2 separate regions of the Xenopus tropicalis genome follow, and region 1 is linked to region 2. The links are chromatin contacts, called in public Hi-C maps. All regions are on one chromosome and are shown on one strand. Each heading gives the region's core, a stretch centred on a gene start, on an enhancer-like site or on the middle of the called end of the contact. The rest is flanking DNA. Distances are from core to core; before and after follow the strand shown. Region 1 has its middle 110 kb from the start of trib1. Region 2 overlaps nsmce2 (E3 SUMO-protein ligase NSE2).

Region 1 (5,126 bases), core at 223-2,722, 270 kb after region 2:
GTCACCAAGAGCAACGTCATGTTCTGCAGAAAATCAACAGAATATTATATATAAAGAATTTGGCTTTTTTGTGGAAAAACCGCTTTCTATGAAATAGCGGGTGGAATATTAGTCATCTTATAAAATACTCAGGAACCGATTCCCTCTGCATGAATTTTAGATCATAAGGAAGGATATTTGGCAGAACAGGGTCCAATGTTTTTCAGTTGCGCCCCACATACCCCATATTGGCGCTTTCAGGCTTAAGTCAGTTGCGCCCCACATACCCCATATTGGCGCTTTCAGGCCTAAGTCAGTTGCGCCCCACATACCCCATATTAGGGCTTTCAGGCCTAAGTCAGTTGCGCCCCACATACCCCATATTGGCGCTTTCAGGCCTAAGTCAGTTGCGCCCCACATACCCCATATTAGGGCTTTCAGGCCTAAGTCAGTTGCGCCCCACATACCCCATATTGGCGCTTTCAGGCCTAAGTCAGTTGCGCCCCACATACCCCATATTGGCGCTTTCAGGCCTAAGTCAGTTGCGCCCCACATACCCCATATTGGCGCTTTCAGGCCTAAGTCAGTTGCGCCCCACATACCCCATATTAGGGCTTTCAGGCCTAAGTCAGTTGCGCCCCACATACCCCATATTAGGGCTTTCAGGCCTAAGTCAGTTGCGCCCCACATACCCCATATTGGCGCTTTCAGGCCTAAGTCAGTTGCGCCCCACATACCCCATATTGGCACTTTCAGGCCTAAGTCAGTTGCGCCCCACATACCCCATATTGGCGCTTTCAGGCCTAAGTCAGTTGCGCCCCACATACCCCATATTGGCGCTTTCAGGCCTAAGTCAGTTGCGCCCCACATACCCCATATTGGCGCTTTCAGGCCTAAGTCAGTTGCGCCCCACATACCCCATATTGGCACTTTCAGGCCTTTCTGATGGTTACAGTTGGTTGATAGGGACAAATAAGCTGCTCTTTAAAGTGAGAGGGGTCTGCACTTCTTCTCTTCTCTATTCAGGCAAGTAAGTGCCTTAAAGCCCCCTGTGTAGCCCCCATCCCTGCACCCCCTGTAGTTACACCCCTAATGCCTGCTTTCACCGAAATGCACTTTGCATGCCCCACCCCTGCGGAACCAACCCATTTCCCGCATTATACGCCCCTCCCACGCACACTGTACCACAGCTAATCCGGCAAATACAGAGAGACTCTTCCATTTTGGCTTTTCCCTTCAGCGAAATAAAAACCCTTTCTTTTTCTTTTTTACGGTTGCAAAAAATTCCACAGGAGATGCTCTTTTTGGCAAAGCGGCGCTCCAACAGAATGTCTGAACCGGAGCCCGAAACCCTTATAAGACAGTTGCTGCTTGGGAGAGAGACGCAGTTGGAAAAGCCTCCGGCTCTTTTTTTTCTCTTTCGCAATAATGAATTACACGTGTAAAGGCTAGGGAATGTGAGGACACTGAGTAATACAGGAAGCCACGCAAGCCACCGAGCCAAGAACACAGAGGAGGCTGTCGGGGGCGGAGCCTGGATTACTTTCTTTGGGGCGCTGCCCAAGCACAGCTTTTATGTTTGTGTCATTGCTATTTTCTGTGCCACTATGAATGTCTATGTTTGGATAAGCCCAGGGCTTTAACCACGTTAATACCGGGCCCGATCCATAACCAGCACAGGGCGCATTGTATTGGGAGGTATTGGGAGGTAGGCCCCGGCGTTGCACAATATATCCAAACATTGGCCGCCTTGCCAAATACCAGATTACTCGGTGCTGCCAACCACCTTGTTAAAAGCCGTTCCATCAATTTCAAGGGAAATAATGCCAATGCTGTTTTGTTTTTGCAATTGCACATTTCATCACAAAGTGAGCCACTCCATTAAATTACACAGAGCTCTGAGCATTTCTTATTAATTATGTGTTGGGCCATTCAGCCCAAGGAAACCGCCTTTTCTTTTTTATATTTCTACAGGATTGATTTTCTCAGAACGATTACAAAGAAGGTGCGACGTTGGCCCAAATGAATCACATCACTCGGGCGTAGGGATCCCTGGCTAATGATATTCTGTTGTGGCTACTGTTGTGCCTCTGTTGTAGAGCAGCGGGGAGGTTTGTTGTAACGACTGCTTCCTGCGCTCTGCTCACATCCTTCCTCGGGTGGGAAGAAGGTAAGATCTACTCGATTAGCGAGGATGTGCGACTTACAAAGAGGTGAAACAGGAAAAGGTTCTGCTTGTTTATCGCAGACATCATCTTCGCAAGCAGAGAACGGGGGCAAAAGCATCGGAGGGGGAAATTCCACCGTTTGTCATCTGTCATAATGCATAATGCACAGGTGATGTAATACATGCATCGACACATACACGTTTGCTTCACTTGCCTATTGCTACATACCTGTCTTCGGGAGCTATAAAGAGCTTTACTAGAAGCTCCAAGGGCAGGGGTCCCCAAGCTTTTTTAACCTGCGAGCCACATTCAAATGTAAAAAGAGTTGAGCAGCAACACAAGAATTAATATAAATGTACCAAATAAGGGCTGTGATAGTTTTTTGGTAGCCCCTATGTGGACTGGCAGCCTACAGACTTTCTGTTTTGTTTTTTTATGCAACTATAACTTGCCTGCATCTGCTTTGAGGCCACAGGCAACAACATCTAAGGGGTTCATGAGCAACATGTTGCCCCTGAGCCAATGGTTGGGGATCACTGCCATAAAGTATCTAATGCCATAAAATGATACTTTGACCGATGCCCTCTGCTAGGGTGAGGATTAGAGGCCTTGTATCAGTTTGTCACAAATACTTGCCTATCAGGATAACCATTTGCCCAAGTGAAACGTGCCTTGCATCTAGCTGATCCAAAAGTGAAAAGTCCTATGTTAGACAGGTCCTCCCTGGCTCAAATAGATAACTGGGTAATCAAATCAGTCCCTGAATCCATTTATACCAAGAGTAAATTTCAGTAACCCGTTAAAAAGGCACCCAACCTTCAGATAGAACCTCTTTGCTCCTCATTACAAGGGATGCCCTTGTGATCCATAATTTCCCTTTCTAAGCATTATTGATGCCGGTATTGGGGAACAATTACCCTCTCCGCTCATCATGTATTTCTATTACCCTTTTAATACAGAATACTTTGATGGCCCTTGCTTCTGCTGACTGGCACTGCTGGCTGCAGTTAGGTTGCCCACAGTACCCCCCGGCCCTACTCCATCAAGGATTTGCTGAACTTATTCCTATTAACAGTATATGTAACCTGAATATTTTGAAAACCTAAGTGCAAAACCTTTCATTTCTCAGCAATGCCCAGGTCATGAGTCAGTTAGTATAGTAGTAGTTAGTTTGTTAGTAGCCAGTGCTGCTACTAACAAAAACGGGCCCCTGACCATCAGAGAGCACTATGCCTCCTGTTTTTTGTCATTTCTCACAATAAACAAAATCTGAAATTGAAAGAAAAGTCTCATTGTACTTCTGGTACAATCAAAACAAACCAGCTAAGAAGCTCTCTGTATAAACAGAGCTGGAGCCTTTGTTAGTAGGGATGAGGGAATGCTTTTGCCTACTATGGATTCAAGGCTAAATTTTCATTTGTGTGGGTGTCAAAAAAATTCCGAATCTGCACTGGCATTTTGTTTTGCCCGGAAAAAAAAATTGCATTTCTTAAGAGTGGAGATAAATGCAAGGAAAATGCCCATTGGGCACAAACACCCATTGAAGTCAATGCATTTGGTGCAAGAAAAACCTATTGACTCCAATGCATTTAGCAGGAGTAAAACACAAGGAAAAATGCCCTTTGGCTCCAATGCATTTGACTCATTGAGGCACGTGATGAAATTTCACCATTTTGCTATTTTTCCTCTGTTTTGCAAATTTTATGGCAAAGCAAAACATGCCAATTTCCCTCATTGCTATTTGTCATGGTTTGTCATAAGCGACTCATTATACAGAGGGCTTTTAGGGGACTGCCCATTTGTTATGACTGTACTTGTAAGAACCAGAAGTAAAATGTGACTTTACTTTCAGTTTCAACATTTGCCCTGTTTAGTGCAAGAAAAAACAAAAGCCATAGATATGTCCTGATGAAAACTATAGCCACAAGCCCTATTATTGAATAAAAAGGGTGACATACTGCCCCTGTAATTGGTTGGCAGCTACTAAATCCACGATTATTGGTACAGAATGTTTAGGGTATTTGGAAGCTACAATTGATTTGCCACATCCCCAAGCAGGGTCGGACTGGGGGGTGCGGGGCCCATCGGGGCTCCCACCCCAGGGGCCCTGCAGGTGCCCCCGCCAGTTGTGTCCCCTACCCCCCCAGGGGCTACCTAACCCCCCCGCAGGGCCCCACCCGATGTATAAATTTAATGCGTCAGGGGAGGAACAGCCAGTAGGGGGAGCGCCAGCAAAGGTCGGACTGGGCCGCTGGGGCCCACCGTGATTTTTCCCGGTGTCCCGGCGGCCCAGTCCGACCCTGTCACCAAGGACAACAGGACTAACATTAGGATTAACAGGGCTAGAGCCTGGGGCTTGGGGAATATCACAGACTGCTGAGCAGCTACTAAAAAGTAATGAGAGGAGACTTTGGGAATAGAAATGTTGACAGATACTCTTAGTTAAATTCCTATAAAGCTCAGCGATATATCTGTCTGGGAAATATTCCTACCAGCCAATATATTTCCCCTTTAAAGCAATTTGGCATCCCTATTGGACACAGACACACTATTCTTTCTAACAACAAACCACAAGCCAAAAGGAGTGTCACCAGATGAATAATACATAGTTTACTCATGGGTTCATTGTTTTGTGTGTGAAATATTATGTTTTACTTGTTTATTAACACTGGAAAGTCACAAGGGAATTGAAGGAATTCTCAAAAGGAAATGGTATTGGACAAATAAAACAACACATTTTTGAATAGCCACAAAGGCCTGGCCCTAGGGCAGCACAAATTAAGGGGTAGAATGCCACGCAGTCGCACCTCCTCCTCTAATGACGGCCTCTTGGCACCCTGAAAAGGAATCCGGCCCTGCTGTCATCTATAATTCCTTCCATTTATCCTTTGATTTCATTGTTGGGTGAGCAGGAGGACCCTCTGACACCTGGGCCAATGGGGACCTTTCCTGGTATTTTGGTGGATCAGACTGACACTG
Region 2 (5,395 bases), core at 926-3,425:
GGTTCGATACCTCTGTGTATAGAAGGAGAGAATTTGCTCTCTATGAAAGTTGCAGCTGTACAAAGATTTTGCAACAATTGTGCAATTAAAAGTATGGGGAGCCGAGTACCGGCAGTAAGGATTAGCTCGTACTGCTAGCAGCCTCCCAGCTGACTTAACCCTATAAATGCTTAGTTCCAGAATTAGTCCCCATATTAAGCTATAGGCTAATTGGCACATATGTCTGATACCTACAAGTAATCCAACTACCCCATATTCTCAATTAATACTTCTAGAAAGTTCTTCTTCTGATTTACATTTTTTCATGGCTCAGGGCATTGAGAGGGTTACTATGTGTAGGAGAGGAGGTGACTTAATGTTCCATGAAACCAAATGAATCTTAACAGATATCCACTTGGTTTTATTTTACTTTTGACAACCATTTCTCATAATAACAAATTATCTTTCAATTGCAATTGTCTGTAGACAGTTTAACTGCATCATTTTCATCTCTTTCATTGAGTTGATCACATGATTGTTTTTAATGTTTTATACTTATAAAGTTTTCTGTATTTTGAATGAGCGAGAGTTAAGAGGGCACCATTATGGTGGAATGGCTGTGCCTTAATTTGAGCTCTTTTATGATTGGTGAGACAATTAATTTGTACCTTATGATTGGTGGGAGCCACCTTTAAATACCCTATAAGTGCTATTACACCTTTGCCTATGATTAAGTGGCTGTGAACATTAAACGTGTAAGGCAATTATGGTAATCCAATAAAATTATTTCTAATGAAAAGTTTTGCCTGAAGATTTGCTCATTGAGTGCCTGCTCTTCAACTAATAGGTGACAGTTAGTCAGTATGGGCAGTTTTTGGCTATTTCCACTAGGTGGCAGCATTGTTTAATCCAGAAGATTACAATCAAATCCTCAGCCGCTGTCACAGTAAATCAGCGCATAGTTTTGTCAGAGCTCAGACATTTAGGAGGAAAGCATTAGAGAAATTTGTGAGCGTAGCAAGAATGTGCCAACACCGCAGATCGCTGTTAGTGAGGCAGCTACTCCCCTTACAGATTGTTAGAATTGCTTCTGTAACCAGCACAGCTTTGTGGTTTTTCCTTAGATAAATGATATCTCCCTTACCGGCTGAGATCGGTTCATCAGGTCCGGGAACAGCACGTGGCGCTAGAGAGACAAAGTGGGAAACACAGTGGGGCTCATTTATCAACACTGGGCAAATTTGCCCACGGGCAGTAACCCCTTAGCAACAAATCAGTGATTGGCTTTTTTCAGCCAGCTGCAGGTAGAACAATAATTGCAACACTGATTGGTTGCCATAGGTTACTGCCCATGGGCAAATTTGCCTACTGTTGATAGATGGCCAAAAGTGTTTAGTTGCACATGTGAGTACTAAAATGGCCAAAATTACCTTACTAATTTGGTTTTTGGAGGCACTCATTTTGGGTTTCCTAGTTCTTCCAGGGTATTTTTCCTCTGTTAGTGCCTTAACCTGTCTCTATGTTGGGCAAAGGGAGCCCTGGAAATGCCTCCTGCTCAGGGCAGGGTTCTTGTGCACCAAAGTATGTGACACTGTGTGCCCTATTATACTAAGTAAGTGCATTATTAGTTGATCTTTGTCCGATTTGACAAATCCATCCACAGGCCTCAGTGAAATGTCTATTCAGCCGGTTGGATGTCTGGAGACTTTCATTTTGGCCCCATACTTTGCCCAATAAACTGCTCATTTAGGGTATCGTTATGAAAGGTGCAAATTTAGCCCAATTCCTTTAAAGGGGTTAACTTTTAGTATGTTATAGAATGTGCCATTCCTAGCAACCTTGCAATTAGTCTTCACTATTTAATTATTTACCTTTCCAATGGATGTCACCGACCCCAGCAGCCATAAAACTGTTGCTCTGTAAGGTTACAATTTCATTGTTATTGTTGCTTTTTATTCAAGGTGGTATATAGAGGGAGCTTGCTATTGTAGCCATGTCGCTAGAAATTGTTGGGAATGGGCAATTACTTGCAATGCAAAGTGCCCAGAGCTCCCACCAGTGCCCACAATGCACCGAGGCAGTGTTAGATCAATCATATGACAGGGAGCTGCTGGCGTCTCGCTTGGTACAGAACATTCTCTCAGAGCCAGAGGACTTCCTCACATCCCAATGCAAACAGTCTCCTTTGTACGAGGCTGACTCACATTATTAGCCAATGCTCTCAGCTCCAAATCACACTGCCTTCATGGCAACACATGTCCTTAATTAACTTTCCTGAGCATCTCACAAGGCTGCTTGTAGGGTGAGGCATAGAGGAATTTGCCCTGTGGCCCCAGCATCAAAGGGGCCCCACTGGAGTTAAACATGATAGATACAATTACAGTGGGCATGTTATATTTTGTATTAGTTGTTACATATCTTCTGTGTATACATTGGGGATGGGCAGCCTTTGTCCCTCCCAGCATTCTTCTCGGCGGCCTTTGGATGCTGGGGGTTGCAGTTGGATATCTGTCGTCCTGGTACCTGGGACTTGTTGAAATAAAGGGTGCTCCAGTGCCATGAATTTGCTGGATTTCAGTGCAGGTTGCACCAGGTCTTTCCCCCACGTCCTCCCTGATCTAGAATAGAGTGAAGGAAAGTGCAGAGGAGGCAGCAGTTTTCAATCTAGAGCACCTGCTGGACTGGGCTGGGCTTTGAGTTTTTGGGAATACCCCTTATACATCAAGCTTTTCCCAACGTGAATGTTCCTTAGTCCTCTTCCTCCCTGGGTCTCGTCTGCCTGGTCCTGAAACCCTCTGCAAAGACCAAGTGCACATTACTAGGTTGTTCTTCATGGGTAAAACAACTAACAGTAATTGGCAACATCCCTTTTCAGATTATGGGAATGGGATCTGTTATGCAGAAACCCATTATTCAGAAAGCATAAAGCAATGCCATTGTCTGCACTCACAGGCACTGTGCCATCCTGGGTGCAGACTCACAAGCACCGAGTGCCCATACAGTTTGGGGGGGGGGGGGGCCTGTATGTTGTCCCCCAAAGTCAAATCACTAACCTTGTGGCCCAGGCCTGTGTGCATTTTTCATAAAAATTCTGCCCCTTTCTGCCATGTTGGATACAATTACCCAAGCATCCCCTGTGGCACCGGGGCCAGATGAGTGCAGGGATACGTAAGTAATAGGGTCCAACGTGGCGGTGGCGGTTGGGTCTAAATTCCATTGCGGTTATTATAGAAGACATGTACCAGCTCCATATAGTCATTTAACTTTTTGTGCAGCAGCTCTCCAGTTTAAAGTTTCAGCAGCTGGTTGCTGTGGTCCAAATTGCCTTAGCAACCAGGGAGTGGTTTGAGTGAGAGACTAGTATATGAATAGTGGAGGACCTGAATAGAAAAACGAACTATAAAATGTAACAATAACAATAAAACTGTAGCCTCACAGAGCAATAGTGTTTTGGCTGCCAGGTTCAGTGCCCCCCCCCCCCCCCCCATTTGAAAGCTGGAAAGAGTCAGAAAAAGAAGGCAACTAATTCAGAAACTATAAAAAATAAATAATGAAGACCAACTGAAAAGTTGAGTAGAATTGGCCACTCTATAGCATAGTAAAAGTTAAACTTAGATCCCTTATCCGGAAACCCCAGTTCCTAAGCATTCTGGGTAATGTATCCCCTATGTTAAGTGAAAGAAATAAAAGCAACTGAAGGGCAAATTTGCCAGGTCCCTGACTCAGACCTTTATAGAGCAATGCTCTTTATAACAAGACTATATTGGTATTATTGCACATTGGGGCAGAGCTGGGGCTTCCAGATTTAGCTCAGAACATCTCCAATTAAGATGATTTCTTTTCAAACATGCTGCAATTGTTGCCTTGAGAAGGATCTGTGACTCAAAGACATTTGCTCAAGGGATTGTGGTTTTCTACTGTGCTTAGCGTTGGTACAAACAAACAGGAGGTGACACACTGGGTCAACCCATGGGGCTCAGCGCCCTGCAAATATTTATCATGAGTGTGTGTTTGCACTAGTAATACCAACGCAGGAACTCCCCGCGTCATTCTTGGCATAGAGTGCACACATTCTGCTTGGGTGAGTGCTGGATATTTCTAAAGTGCTGGTCCGACTGGGCCGAACAACGGAGCAAGGAGCTTTATATATGTGTCATTTTTATTGTGCCTTATATGATCAATTGCGGCTTTGCAACATCATTTAAATGCTTTCTGGCTAAATCTGTTTACAGGGTAGGTTTATTTGTTGGGTGTGTGTGTGCCAGTATCATAATTTGCACGTACTTGCACAGGAATATTGCCCGGGTTGTCCAGTTTATGTTTACCCTCAGCATGCAGCATGGTTATGACCTGTATCCATGCCCAATATGCTTTCTGCTCTTTAGTTTGTCTGTTTGACTTGAACAGACTGTGATCTGCCCATAGTGCTGATTGACAGGTGCATCTAATCCAGTGGCTCAGGGGCATCATGTTGCTCTTCAACCCCTTGGATGTTGCCACCAGTGGCCCCAAAGCAGGGGCTTTTTTGAATTCCTGAATTTTGTTGTATAAAAACGAGGTGTATTAGCAAACAAAGCTCATGTAGGCTGCCAGTCCCCATAGGGGCTACCAAATACCCATTCATAATCCGTATTTAGAACCCTCAGGAACTATTTTATCCTTGTGTTGTGCCCCCAACTCTTTGTTAATTTGTCTGTGGCTCTCAGGTAAAAAAAGGTTGGGGACCTCTGATCTGATCTATGGCATTTCCCACCCCCTGACCCTCTGCTGCACGGAGAAGAGTCAAATGTTGGTGGTCTGCACAACCTGGGCACACTTTTGGCCATTTATACCTTTAGTTATATAAAAATAGCCCTTACATAAATGTCATTCAAACCCCACAGCATTATGTTGGAAGAATTGTACTTGTTTTTCTGGACTAGACGGTTACCCCCCACCCGTTCCCTAACAGAAGCACAGAATAGCCCAGTCAGTGGCACGACTCCGGCTTCTCCCCACCCATCACTGGCTCATGATTTAATCAACGTGGCTCTATGGCGTGATTCATGTGAGGGACATATGTCATGTGCTGTTCATCATACACTTACCCATCCGCTCTTTAGAATTATTCACAGAAACTGCTCTGCTTTAAAGGCGACCAATCTTCCCCAAGGAAAGAACTCCCCGAACTCCCCGTTCCCTTGACTCTCTGCCAAAACATCTGGCTTCATTCTTGGAAAGCACCAGTCCCTATTGTTTCACTTATTAGAATCAGGCGTCCAAATCAAGAGGAAGGCCTCATATGTATGATATCTATTTATCAGAGGTCCAGATCTTCCCACTGTTTATTCCCTAGTGACCATGGCAGAGGCTAACGCCCTTTTGCTGTAATAACGTGGGTTCCAAACTGTGCGCCTGGGGGGGGCCCAAAGCACTG

The links. A called contact is a pair of places that touch in the nucleus more often than the background predicts.
Region 1: a Hi-C map of liver shows a contact between it and region 2, with 9 times the contacts expected there. The contact joins two enhancer-like sites. A contact is called at or near these places in 5 of 5 Hi-C or Micro-C datasets (brain, gastrula embryo, liver and 2 more).

Annotation. Positions count from the first base shown.
Region 1 is chr6:140,682,974-140,688,099 of UCB_Xtro_10.0, forward strand. No RefSeq gene overlaps it. Among named protein-coding and RNA genes, the nearest start is that of trib1, 110 kb to the left of the region's middle. Within about 2 kb of position 1,473, at least 4 of the 11 cell types and tissues checked have an H3K27ac peak or open chromatin away from gene starts, as enhancers often do. A contact at or near this core is called in liver, where this site is marked.
Region 2 is chr6:140,416,301-140,421,695 of UCB_Xtro_10.0, forward strand. All of the region lies in intron 2 of nsmce2 (E3 SUMO-protein ligase NSE2), which reads left to right. Among named protein-coding and RNA genes, the nearest start is that of nsmce2, 6.2 kb to the left of the region's middle. Within about 2 kb of position 2,176, at least 4 of the 11 cell types and tissues checked have an H3K27ac peak or open chromatin away from gene starts, as enhancers often do. A contact at or near this core is called in liver, where this site is marked.